Regions from separate parts of the Sus scrofa genome. Here region 1 is linked to region 2. A link is a contact called in public HiChIP or PLAC-seq data. All regions are on one chromosome and are shown on one strand. The core of a region is the stretch at or near the end of the contact, and the rest is flanking DNA. Distances in the headings are between cores, read along the strand shown.

What was found. HiChIP or PLAC-seq counts read pairs in DNA pulled down with a chosen protein or histone mark.
Region 1: an H3K27ac HiChIP or PLAC-seq map of alveolar macrophages shows a contact between it and region 2. The contact joins the promoter of CCDC63 here to the enhancer-like site in region 2. A contact is called at or near these places in 7 of 47 Hi-C or Micro-C datasets (alveolar macrophages, embryonic fibroblasts, fetal heart ventricle and 2 more) and 2 of 2 datasets of contacts at active chromatin or transcription factors (alveolar macrophages and skeletal muscle).

The regions. Positions count from the first base shown.
Region 1 is chr14:32,137,232-32,143,332 of Sscrofa11.1, reverse strand. CCDC63 (coiled-coil domain-containing protein 63) reads right to left here and starts at 3,010. Exons shown (of 13, transcript XM_021072528.1): 1 at 2,676-3,010.
Region 2 is chr14:31,990,465-31,997,000 of Sscrofa11.1, reverse strand. It overlaps TCTN1 (tectonic-1), which reads right to left. Exons shown (of 15, transcript XM_021074349.1): 5 at 5,074-5,161; 6 at 2,638-2,747; 7 at 1,226-1,246. Among named protein-coding and RNA genes, the nearest start is that of TCTN1, 40 kb to the right of the region's middle. Within about 2 kb of position 2,135, at least 3 of the 83 cell types and tissues checked have an H3K27ac peak or open chromatin away from gene starts, as enhancers often do. A contact at or near this core is called in alveolar macrophages, where this site is marked.

The DNA of each region.
Region 1 (6,101 bases), core at 1,761-4,260, 150 kb before region 2:
TTGGTTACTCTGCTTTCCATTTCTGCCACTCACTAGTGTGTAACTTTAGGGCAAGTCATATGACCCCTCTGTACCTCAGTTTCTCCATCTGTAAAATGGATACTGTAATAACAGTATCTACCTCACAACATTAAGTCAATATTAGGGTATTTCTAAACTGCCTGGCTGTTGCCATTACTGCCATTATTAAAACTTGGATTGTTAAAACTTCAGATTTGCTTTCCTGGAAAGGTTGGAAAATCTGAAAAACAACCTGTATTCTTGTTTACCTATTTATTAAGCAAACATATACATGTAATGCTTTATACTACATACCAGGCACTGTTTAGGTGTTTGCAAACTTTCATTCAGAACATCTCTATGAAGTGGGTTTTATTACTGTCCACTTTTACAGATGAGGAGACTGAGGCAGAGGGAGAGGAATTGACTTGCTCAATGTCACACAATGAGTAAGAGGCAGAGACAGGATCCAAATCCAGCCTGTCTGGCTCTATTCAGTGACTACCAAATAGCACTTGGTCTTAACTGCCCCATCAGAGGGCATTATTTTCTATCTTCCTAATTTTCTATCTGCATTCCTCCTAGGCCATTCTCTCTCTCCCTCCCTCTCTTTCTAGCCACTCCCGCAGCACGTAGAAATTCCAGGGCCAGGGATCGAACCTGCACCCACAGCGGTGACCCAAGCCACAGCTCTGACAGCGTGAGAACCGTAACCTGCCAGGCAACCAGGAAACTCTCTCTCCCAGACAGACCCTTCTAAACATCATGTTCTCTGCCCACACATTCCTCGGGGTCTCGATTGCAATGGCAGCTTTTCTCAGTGATTCCAGGGAACCAATTTGAGGTCACTAAGTCTAGCTTTCAATTTCTCAAATCCAAGCTTTCTCAAAAAACGTCCTCTCCTCTGAGAGATTTTAGATTAATCCCCTTATCTAGAGGCTCAGGATCAGGAGGACAGTTGGGTCACCTGGTATAGCCTGGCCAGACTGGATTATCTGCTGTGACCCCAAAATTCATTCAGGCACACCTGCTCCTGAGAAGTCTGCTGATTAATAACAGCAGGGACTTTGAGGATGGTGTGTTTTTCACCTTCTGGGAACCTCTCTGGCTTGCACATGCACGCCACCCCATGCAGGGCTGCAGACAAACACCCGTGGTCCCCAATCCTCTCAGCTACCTGCCCCGAATCTGCATTATTTGAAAGTTCCACCAGATTCCACAGAAGTTGAGGTCTCAGAAAATAAAAGCTGAAAGAGTCGATATTATCAAATTAAAGAACATGAGAGCTGCCAGGATGTTCGGAAATCATCCCCATCGGGATCGCGTGTTTATTCAGTCGCCAAAGTTTTAGCAGGGAGGAGGTTCCCTCACCCACCCCACCCCCATGCTGTCTGGATGCCAGCGGCCTGGCCCTGGGGAGCAGGATTCCTCTCCCTCCAGCCCGCCTCCGTCTCAAGGTTATTGCTCTCTCCAGATCCCAGAGCAGCCTTTCCCCACACTCCTCCCTGCTCCTGCCAGTCAAAGAAGCCATCACCTTCTGCTAGTTCCCTTTCTCCTGCCCACAGCTGTGCTTCAAGCCCTTCACCAACGCTCATCAGCTACCCCCTTGTCCCCTGTGGGACCCAAACTGATTGACAGATGTCCCTGCAGATCGACACACCAGTAGCCCCCAAGTCTGTTTCCTCAGCCCCTTTACCTCTTTGCCCCAAGCCCAAGGACTCATCTGCTTCCCTTTCCTTGAAAATTCTACTGCCACCCTCTTTTTTTTTAGGGCTGTCCTTCTCACTCAGTTTCAGAATGGGGTTCAACCTCCCAGCAACCCTCCTGCTCTGAGTTACTTTCACTGCACACCAGGCACGGTGCTCGGGGTCTTCACAGGCATGAAAATGAGTTCACTCGCTACCCTACCCCTGCAGAAAAATCCACATGGGTAAGTTACACAGCTTAAGCCCTCTCCCAAAGTCCCAACCGTCATGAATGTTGAACTGTTTTCCAAATTGGCAAATAATTGGTCGTGGGTAGGAGGTCCTGGTAGTTACAAGCCTGGACTATGCAGTCAAACCAAAGTTCAAATACCAGGTCTGCCATGTGCCAGCTGTGTGACTTAGGCGAGGAACAACCTCTCTGGGCTTCTGCTTCTTCAGGGAATCATTCGTGTTGGCGCACCAAGGGGCGCCACTTTCACCTGCTGCGGAGTGAGCGTCACCCCCCCGGAGTCCAGAGAAGGGCAGCGCTGATAACACCACCAGCAAGTACTATTGTTGTCAGTGTTCACTATGGCAAAGTAAGCAATCAACCCATTAACCCTCCCCCATTTTACAGAACAGGACACTGAGGTTCAGAGAGGTTAATCTATAGGTCCCAAGTTGCACATTAAATAAATGACGGGTCAGGGCTTGCATTCAGGTTTCTTTTCATCCAGAGCCTATGCACTCTTTAGTCGACTGTACTGTCCCGTCTTCCCAGAGACCTCCAGTTTGGAGAGCTGCACCACACACGGCTTCGCAGCCACAGTCCACCCCTTTCCCCTCAGAGAAAATCTCCCATCTCCAAAGTTTTCCCTGAAATGCAAATTTTGTCTCTTCTTCCCCTCCCCTTGCAGCGTTCCATGCAGACCCTCACTTTATTCTTAGCAGTCTCCGTCTGGCCACCTCAAAGACCATTCTAAACTCTACCTTTGGTGTTTCGAGTTCCAAACGCACAGCAAATAGTTCCTCACTTGGAATCCCTCAGCAGGCATTACTAATCAATCCTGGCATCCTTTCTCCGCAGAGCCGGGATGCAGCGGTCAGGCAGGCAGCCATTACCAACTGATTCAAGATATCTATCAGGTAAAAATCGCATTTGCTATTCCTTCTGAAGATTGTAATCTCCTTGAAAGCAGTAGAGTCTTAATCAGCTCTGCCCGCTTCCTGCCCACAAACAGTAATACGTTTTCAGATATCAAGAACTAAGGAAAGTTTTGTGGGTGGAAAAATGTGGCTTTCCTTCTTACTAGCATGTGACTTTGGACAAGTACCTCCATCTTGCTAACGTCAAACGGAAACGGAAGCTCAGAAAAATGAAGGAACTTGCTCAAGGCCACACAGCTGGTAAAAAAGGGAACAAAATTATGTCAGAGCCAAGACTTTTGCTATATGCTGTTGGAGGTGTAGATCCACGTGAAATTCTTAGCACACTGCTTGGTACATTATACAAACTCAGTAACACAAGACAATATAAAAATCCTTTGTATAAAAAGGGCTTGGCTCTGTTCCTTGGCCCCAGCCTTGCATAAAACGGTTCCCAGGGTCTTTGTGGCCAGAATCCTTTCTTAGTAGGAGAACACAGAAGATCCCAGAAAACCCAGGTTATTGGCTCACAGACTTGTGAGAATGTGTCCTCTAGAATACTGGGGCAGAGTTATCAAGCACTTTTTGGAACTCTGGGCTGGGTTGAGGAGCTGTGAGATGGAACTCTTGAGACCCCAGTTTATCCAGCAAAGAAGTTTGGAATGCTGATCCCAGAAAGTCCCTCTCACATTCAAAGCTGTCTTCTCCTGCTTCCTCCCCATGGCCCAAAGCAAGCTGGTGGGTGGCAAGGATTTTCCCAGTGTATTGTGCAACCCTGGGCTGCCCCACAGCAGCAGGGAAGGTGAAGGCAGCTGTGGCTGGGCCTGGCTCTGAAACTTCCTGCGGGACCTGGCTGGCCAAAATAGGCACAACCACTGATGAGGTCTTTCTTTCTCTCTTCCTTCCTTCCTTTCTCTTTCTTTTTTCTTTTTCTTTCTTTACTTTCTTTCTCTTTCTTTCTTTCTTTACTTCTTTCTTTTCTCTTTCTTCCTAATCATCTCATAACCTACCAATTGAAAACATAGATCCTGGAGCCATAGGTTCAAATCCTGGCTCCACCTGTTACCAGCTCTGTGACCTTGGGCAATTTGCTCAAACTCTCTGTCCCTCAGTTTCCTCATCTATGAAATGGGGATAATAATAATACCAACTTTCATGGTACAGCCTCACAGTCCTTGGCCTCACAGCCTAGGAGGGGAGACCAGCACTCATAATCATATGGTTAATTTATAATTAATAATTTAATTAATTAGTTAATTATTCTTACCAAAGGGCAGGGGAGTCAGGGAATGCTTCCCTTGCAATTGTGGCATGTCTATTCATTTATTATCTCTTCCATTAGCTTGTAAACTCCAGGAAAGCTGGAGTCATGTACATTTTATTTACTAATGTTTACCTGGCATTGGGAAGTGCTCAGCAACTATCTTTGGGTCATGGATAAATGAATAAAGTGATGTTTCATTGGAGTTGGGAAGGATGAGTAAGAGTAAACCAAGGAAAGGGAGTAGATGGAAGAGCATCCTAGGCAGAAGGAACAGCATGAGCAAAGGCCCTGTGGCTGAAAAGAAGTTAGAGTGTTTGAGTAAATAAAGCAAGAATTATGCCTGGAGCAAGCAGAATGACAGGGAGAGTAGGGCACCCTTCCCAGAGCCTTGGGAGCCTATGGTAGATTTTCTCCATCAAAGGCCCAATAAGGGCTGTAATGGGCTCTGAGCTGGGGGGTCAGAGAGGCCTGAGTTCAAATCCCAGCTTCCCCATTTTCTAGCTGCATGACAAGTCAGGTAACCCCGATGAGTCCTGGATGCGTTTGCAAAAAGGACATAATAGTAGTAACCTAATGCATGGAGTCTGGGGAGGATCATGGACTGTAAAGCACTTAGCACAGTTCCTGGCTCAAGGTAGTTCTCAAGAAATGTAGCTGTGCTCATAATAATAAATCATTTTATTATGATTGACCCAGATCTCCTGGTTCCCTTTCACTGTCCCTGAAGCTGAATCTTCCTCTAAAGGAGGGTCCCCATCTCCAGGCCCTCCCAGGGACATAGTTGTCCCTGCTTTCCCCATGCCACCCTCCCTCAGATCCTCCTGGGGCTGTTCTCCTTGAATTTCCTGCAGCCAAGACTGAGGAAATGGTTCCCTTGGCTCAGGGCAGAATCTGGATCCATGTTGCTAAGCAACCAACCCCTATACAGATGCCAGCTGCAGCCTGGGCAAAGGGATGAACGTCAGCACTCTGGGGAGGGCCTCCTGGGTTGCTGCCAGGACCACAGGCTGCAACCAAGACTGAGGCAGGAGAGAGCCAAAGCAGATGGCTCACTGAGAATAACCATACAGCAGTGGAAAGCCTGTGGGATCAAGGGCAAATCCAAATGCATTCAGATCCCAACTCTGTAATTGACTAGCTGTGCAGCCTCCATCAAGTCAGTGAACCTCTCTGAGCTTCAGCTTACTCATCTCAACAATGGGTTGCAGACCCAACTACAAATTCATCATGAGGATTGCAGGATGTTGTCCATGAAAATGCCAGCATGACATGAGATTTGGCTCCCAATTCCCCGGACCAAGGTGGCATCTGTCCTGCAAGGTTGTATGGTGCACCCCTACAATTACAGTTAGGTTGGTAAGAGTTACACAGATGTAGGCTCAAATCCTAGCTCTGCCACTGTGTCAATAAAAAAGAAGATGGAGTTCCCATTGTAGCTTAGTAGGTTAACAACCAGACACAGTGTCTGTGAAGATGTGGATTTGATCCCTGGCCTTGCTCAGTGGATTAAGGGTCCAGCATTGCCACAAGCTGCGGGGTAGGTCACAGATCCAGCTCAGATCTGGCATTGCTATTGCTGTGGCGTAGGCCAGAAACTGCAGCTTCGATGCGGCACCTAGTCTGGGAACTTCCATATGTTGCAGATGTGGCTGTAAAAAAAAAAAAAAAAAAAAAAAAAAAAAACGAAGAAGAAACTTCATTTCCCTTTGATGAAAAAGTCCAGGCCAGGCCTGGTTATGGTGGTCAGTAGTATAAGGGACCCAAGGTCCTCCCAGCCAAATACACTTTCAGTCAGGCCCTAGATGGTGGCATTTATGTTCCAGATAGCAGGTAAAAGAAGGGACAAAGAAGCAACAGCAAAAGGAACACGTCTACCTCTCTTGGGGAGAGTGCTCCAGAACCCTCACATCCTTTAGCTGTAATTCAGTCACATTTCTACACCTACCCACAAAGGGGGCTGGGAAATTCCCTGCTAACAATGGGCTTACTTTTACTTTAGATGAGGA
Region 2 (6,536 bases), core at 886-3,385:
GCGCAGGTAGAGGGCTTCTGACCCCACCCCTGCTCCAACTAGGGCTTTGGATTCGATCCATGTTACACACCAGGGAAGGTTCTGCTTAAAGATGTACTGTAACTAAAATAAGTTTGACAGGAGTTCTCTTTCGGTGTAGCAGGTTAAGGATCCAGCATTGTCACTGCAGTGACTCGGATCACAGCTATGGTATGGGTTCAGTCTGTGGCCTGGGAACTACCACTTACCATAGGTGTGGCCAAAATTAAGTAATTAATTAAAAAATAAGTTTGGCAGCACTTTCGCACATCCAGGCCCACACACAGTAGTGTGAAATCCAAAGTCACAAGACTATTTCCTCCCAGATGGCTATCTCGAACATGTTTGTGACCAGAGACTTGATGAAATCAATCACAGCAGGGACTGCTATCTGCAGAGTACCATGTAACCGACGCCGCGCCAATCACCACCTGTGTGTCCTCTCACTGGAGCCTTACCTCAAGCCTCTGGGGCAGACACCTACCCCCACCTGCAACTGGGGAGACTGAAGTACATGTCACCCAATAATGGCAAAGCAGAGTTTGGAACCAAGGCTGAGGCTCCTCAGGCTTTGGAAGACAAGGACAAGGTCATGCATGGCCTTGGGCCTTCTTGGGGACTGTATTCACAGGCAGGCACAGGACGCAAACCCCAAAATAAGAGGTAAGATCCACCATCCTTCTGACATATCCACAAAGAGATGTGGCTTCCTGACCACAGCCCTAGAGAGCCCCTGGGCTGGGGCGTTAAGGCTTTGAATAGAACCTACCTGTGACCCAACCCTGGAAGCTACTCTGAGAGTGCTCACCTCCTACACGAGTGTGTACATTCACTGGGCAAAATGTTTCTATCTTCTACATGGACACATAGCATGCTGGGAGCTAGCCAGCTCTCCTGACAAGAAACTGAGACAATATCAAGGCACTCCCTAAAAGCACAGAACCTATCACACAGTACCTACCACACAGTCACTCAAGACAGCTAGGTCATTAAATATGAACAAGTGTGGACTACAAAACTAAGGGAATTTGAAAATATGACCCTTTTGTGATCATAAAAAGGTGGTCTATAAGGTGTTTCCCTATTTCATTTCTTCATGCTTTCTGGCAAATGTTTTTGTTACTGGCAAAAATGTACCCTTCTAATCATAATGTATTCATTTCAAAGGGCTCCAAAATAAGACAATTCCACTAAGAAGTACTCTTACCTTTGTTCCTGAACCAGGCACCTAGATAAAAAGAACAACAAATTTTGTTAAGTTCAACAAAAAGAAACATTTTTATTGCTTTTTTGGAGTGTGGGTTAAAGGGCATATTCACCATATTAAAGATTTCTCAAAGAGGAAAACAGAAATGTTCTTAATAAAGACTTGCCATCTATCTATATTTTTGTAATCTCCATCACAATGAAAGAGGTAACTTTATATTCTCCTTCCACATCCATTTCCTTCAGATTGGAAACTCACTAGACCAGTCTGGCAGGGCTCATCTCTGGAAGCCTCCATACCTCAGTGGACTTCAGTCATTATTCAGTATTTTCCATATGGTCATCACAGCACAGTAATGGAGACATGGCTCCCATCCTCCTGGTCACTTGCACTGGGCCTGTCCTCACCAGAAGGACACCACTGCCTGCCCAGCTCTGGTCCCCTAACTGCTCTTCCTGCCTCGAGGCCAAGCTCCTGGCTCCACAGTGCAGCTGGAGCTCTTATCCTGAAGGACTCGCTTTCCCTTCACTCCTGTCCCCACCTCCAACCACAAGACATCCTATTAGGCCACTGGGAGCTCTGGGAAGGGAGATGAGTAGACATGCCTGGGGCCCTGAGCTGAAAGAGAACTATGCCTGCACGCCTGAGGGATTGCTTCCAGGACAACTGTGAGAAGTCATAGCAGCTGGAAGAATTCACAGGCATAGATGGCTGACGGGGGGAGGAAAAGGTTAAACTTGATTCTGAAAACTGAAGCTCCAATGAATACAGGTGCCATGGACCCCCTACTCCCACACTCCCTACTGCAAAAGAAAGAAATCAGGAGGAGAGAGAGGCTTTCACAATCATCATATGGTCTTTAATCACAGTCAAATGTCTTCTCCCCCGTGACCCTCCACGTCATTCACTGAGTGGGTCAGCTTCCTCTCTCATCTATTCAGTTCAGGCTTCAGTCACTGCAAGCAGGAAGAAGGGGCCTTGTTCCCTTCTCCAGCACACCTATTTCCTGTCCTTTCCTGGGTGCTTATTTCATTTTCCAACCACAAAGAACTTTTTGGTGCTAATATGATCATTTCTGTGATAGTCATTAAAATGCTTTTATAATTCTAAAGTTTTTGGTTATTAATAAAGGTTTTTTAAATTCATGAGACAGACATTATTGGTTACCATCAAAATGACTGAAAGCAAAAAGAAAAAAATGAAAGCAAAATATGAGCTAACTATATAAAAATAAAAATTATTTTAAGTGATCATTTCAATATCTTTGGTATCAGTATTCTAAAGAACTGGAGAAGAAAAATTTGGAGTGTCAATCATGTACTGAACTGATTCTCTAGTTGTCATATTTTAAAAGGGTACAAAGAACAGAAAACAAATCTAATGAATCGGTTTCACTTCAAAATAATTCTTACCTTCAAAATTTTAGGGCTGCTGTAATAAGCCATGCTCAGGGTTTCTATTTCTTCACACTGTTCCAAATTTATCCTTCTGGTACACTTAACAGCTTGGTTAACCAGAAATGCTGGAAATCGTAACATTCCCAAGGAAAAAGGGAAAAAAATTTTCAACTGTCCAATGGTAACTGAAAAATTGTAATCTAAGTAAAACCGCAAAGTTATGACGCAAAACTTGCTTAAGATAGGGCTTAAGAAATTATTTTTCAAATATGTGATACATTCACATGACTCAAAATTCAAAAGGCACAAAAAGATACTGAGATAAGTCTCCCTCTGAACCCTGTCCCCAGCCCCCAGCAACTATCAGTTCCCTTCCCCAGAGACAATCAGCATGAACTTTCTCGTATCTTTCTGGAAATATCCTATGCAAATAAAGGTGTGTATATAAATATAATTTTAGTATTTCTGCCTCCTTTTGGAAACAAACACACAATATATATTCTGCCCTTTGTTGTTTTTTTTTCACTGAACAATTTATCTTAGAGTTCAGCCTACCTTAGTACATGAAGAGCTTCCTCCTCCTTTTTTAGGAATAATTAGTATTCTATTATAGACACACCATAATCTATTCAATCAGTTCCCCATGAATGGACACGTAAGCAGTCTCCAGCTTTGCTATCATACACAATGCTGTAGTTTATTGTTTTGTACGTGGGCCAGAGTTTCTGCAGGACCAGCTTCTAGAACAGCTAAGTCAAAGGGCATATTCATTTGCAATTTTGATACCTATTGCCAAAGTGGTATCAATACAGAGGCTAATCCAATTTTTAGTCCCACCAGCTATATAGACAAGTGACTATTTCTCCACAGCCTTAACATCCTTACACTTTGCCAATCCATTAGGTGGAAATGATATCTCAGTTGGTTTTAATTTACACTGTTCCTACTGTGTGAGCAAGGTTAAGCATCTTCTCAACAGAATGTATTCCTTCATGTGGCAAGTGTTGCTTCATTAGGCCACATGCTACCATCCATGGCATAGCAGGCTTCTGCACAGTGAGGCTGGCTAAGGACTGCAGAGCCATGCCTGTTGCCTTCCACTGCCAAGAGAGCTAATCCACGGATTCCATGATGCAACTGAAGGAGAAGTAGGATCCATGGGAGGCAGTTGCATGAGTTGCATCCCTGCTTCACTGCCACCCGAGTGAGCCTGAGCAAGAAACTGAATGTGGGAGTTCCTGCTATGGCTCAACAGGTTAAGAATCCAACTAGTAACCATGAGGATGCAGGTTCAATCTCTGACTTTGCTCAGTGGGTCAAGGATCCATCGTTGCTGAAAGCTGTGGCATAGGTCACAGACGCAATTCGGATCTGGTGTTTCTGTGGCTGTGGTGTAGGCCAGCAGCTGCAGCTCTGATTCAGTTCCTAGCCCAGCAACTTCCACATGCCACATGTGCAGCCCTAAAAAGAAAGAAAGAAAAAAAAAAAAGGAGTTCCCATTGTGACTCAATGGTTAATGAACCCAACCATTATCCATGAGGATGTGGGTTCGATCCCGGCCTTACTCAGTGGGTTAAGGATTCAGTGTTACCGTGAGCTATGGTGTAGGTTGCAGACGCAGCTCCAATCCTGCAATGCTGTGGCTGTGGCCAATGGCTACAGCTCTGATTGGACCCCTAGCCTGGGAAACTCCATATGCCATGGGTGCAGCCCTTAAAAAAAAAAAAAAAAAAAAAAAAAAAAAAGACAGAAAAAAGAAGAAACTGAACGTTTCTCGGTTTCCTCATCTAAAGAATGAAGATAATCCCCCTGCCCCCGAGAATCACTGTAAGGATCACATGGAAAAACACATGCCATCACTTAAGACAACACCCAGCATGCAGTAAGCGCTTAATCAATGTTAGCTACTGACAAACCTAAGCTCCAGTGAGGAAAGAACTTTCCAACAACTGGAATAGTTAAACAACTGAGTGGGCTGGTTGCAGGTAGTGAGTTCCCCATCATTACAAGTGCTCAACAGTGACTGCATGTGGTAGGAAAGATTCCAGCACTGGGTGAGAAACTATAAAATCTTTGAGGCCTCTTTCAACTCTAAGACTCTCTCTTTGTAGTTATGAAGCCCATTTAATTATGACTGCTATAAATTTATTTATTTATTTTGTCTTTTTGTCTTTTTAGGGCCACTCCCGCAGCATATTAGAGGTTTCCAGGCTAGGGGTCGAATCAGAGCTGTAGTCCCCGACCTACACCACAGCTACAGCAACACCAGAGCCGAGCCACGCCTTCGACCTACACCACAGCTCACGGCAGCGCCGGATCCTTAACGCACTGAGCAAGGCCACGGATTGAACCCATAACCCCATGGTTCCTAGTCAGATTCGTTTCCACTGCACCACGAGGGGAACTCCATATAATTAAGAGCAAGAGAAAGAGAAACTGCCATTCTCTTACCTGCAGGGTTATTATCGGTACACAGAGATGATGTAAGGGGTGAAGGAAACCTCAAAAATGAATCTGAAGTCTGCAGGTGCGCCCCATACTGCAAAGAGAACAACCGACAGTGTCAAGGTGCTACTCAGGCACCCGATCAACACTTACCAGACACCTGCTATGTGACAGGAAGCATTTCAGGCATCAGGAACACAGGGATGAACAAAACACAGATGTGGTCCCTGCCCACAGGGAGCTTACATCTAGCTGTCCTACCCTTTTTCTTCAAGGATGTATTTCTGCATGTGCATGCTGCTATATTTGCAGGCATTTCTATTGTAGGCTATTTTATTTCTAGTCCTCTGGAAAAGTATGTAAGAAGCTCACATAGGTACCAGCAAGGGGGAAACATGCCCTCTCCTTCACTGGAGCTGGGAGTACAAACTCCTGCAATCTTTCTGGAGGGCAATTAGTTGTCGGTATTTTAAATTTCCATTCATTTTGACCAAGTTAATCCATTTATAGGATCGTATCTTAAGGATATAAATGGATAAAAAATACATATCTAAAAGAATGTTTATTGTGGGAGTTCCCTGGTGGCCTAGTGGTTAAGGATCTGGAGATGTCACTGCTGTGGCTTGGGTTCAATCCCTGGCCTAGAAATTTCTGCATAATGCAGGTGCAGCCAAAAATAAGTTTATTGTGGATTATTTATAACAGCAAAAACTAGAAACGAATGTTTGTTAAATAGTGGAATGGCTCAGTAATAAATAATAATACATCCATGGAAGGAATACTTTACAGATTAGTAAAATGTAGTTTCAGCACTAGCTCCTCCTCTTTCTCATCACTTAAATGGGGACGATGACATAGCCTTCCCAGGGTTGTGTGCAGTATGTCTAAAGAGCTCCACACAGTGCCTGGCAAATGAGAAATGACCAAGAAATGGTAACTTTTTTTTTCTTTTTTGGCTTTTTAGGGCCACACCTGCGGCATATGGAGGTTCCCAGGCTAGGGGTCAAATCGGAGCTACAGCTGCCAGCCCACATCACAGCCACAGCACCGCAGGATCCTTAACCCACTGAACGAGGCCAAGGATCAAACCCGCATACCTCATGGATTCTAGTTGGGTTTGTTAACCGCTGAGCCACAAAGGGAACTCCCAAGAAATGGTAACTTTTACAGTGATGTGGGAAGATGCATAAAATGTATCACTGAATAAAAAAGGAAGTTTATAGAACAATGTGGATAACTTTCCACTTCTGGGGAGCTCCAGTTGTGGCTCAGGCAGTAACAAATCCGACTAGTATCCATGAGGATGCAGGTTCGATCCCTGGCCTCACTCAGAGAGTTAAGGATCTGGCATTGCCCTGAGCTGTGATGTAGGTCACAGATGCAGCTCGGATCTTGTGTGGCTGTGGTGCAGGCCAGCAGCTGCAACTCCAATTTAACCTCTAGCCTGGGAACTTCCATATGCCTCGGTG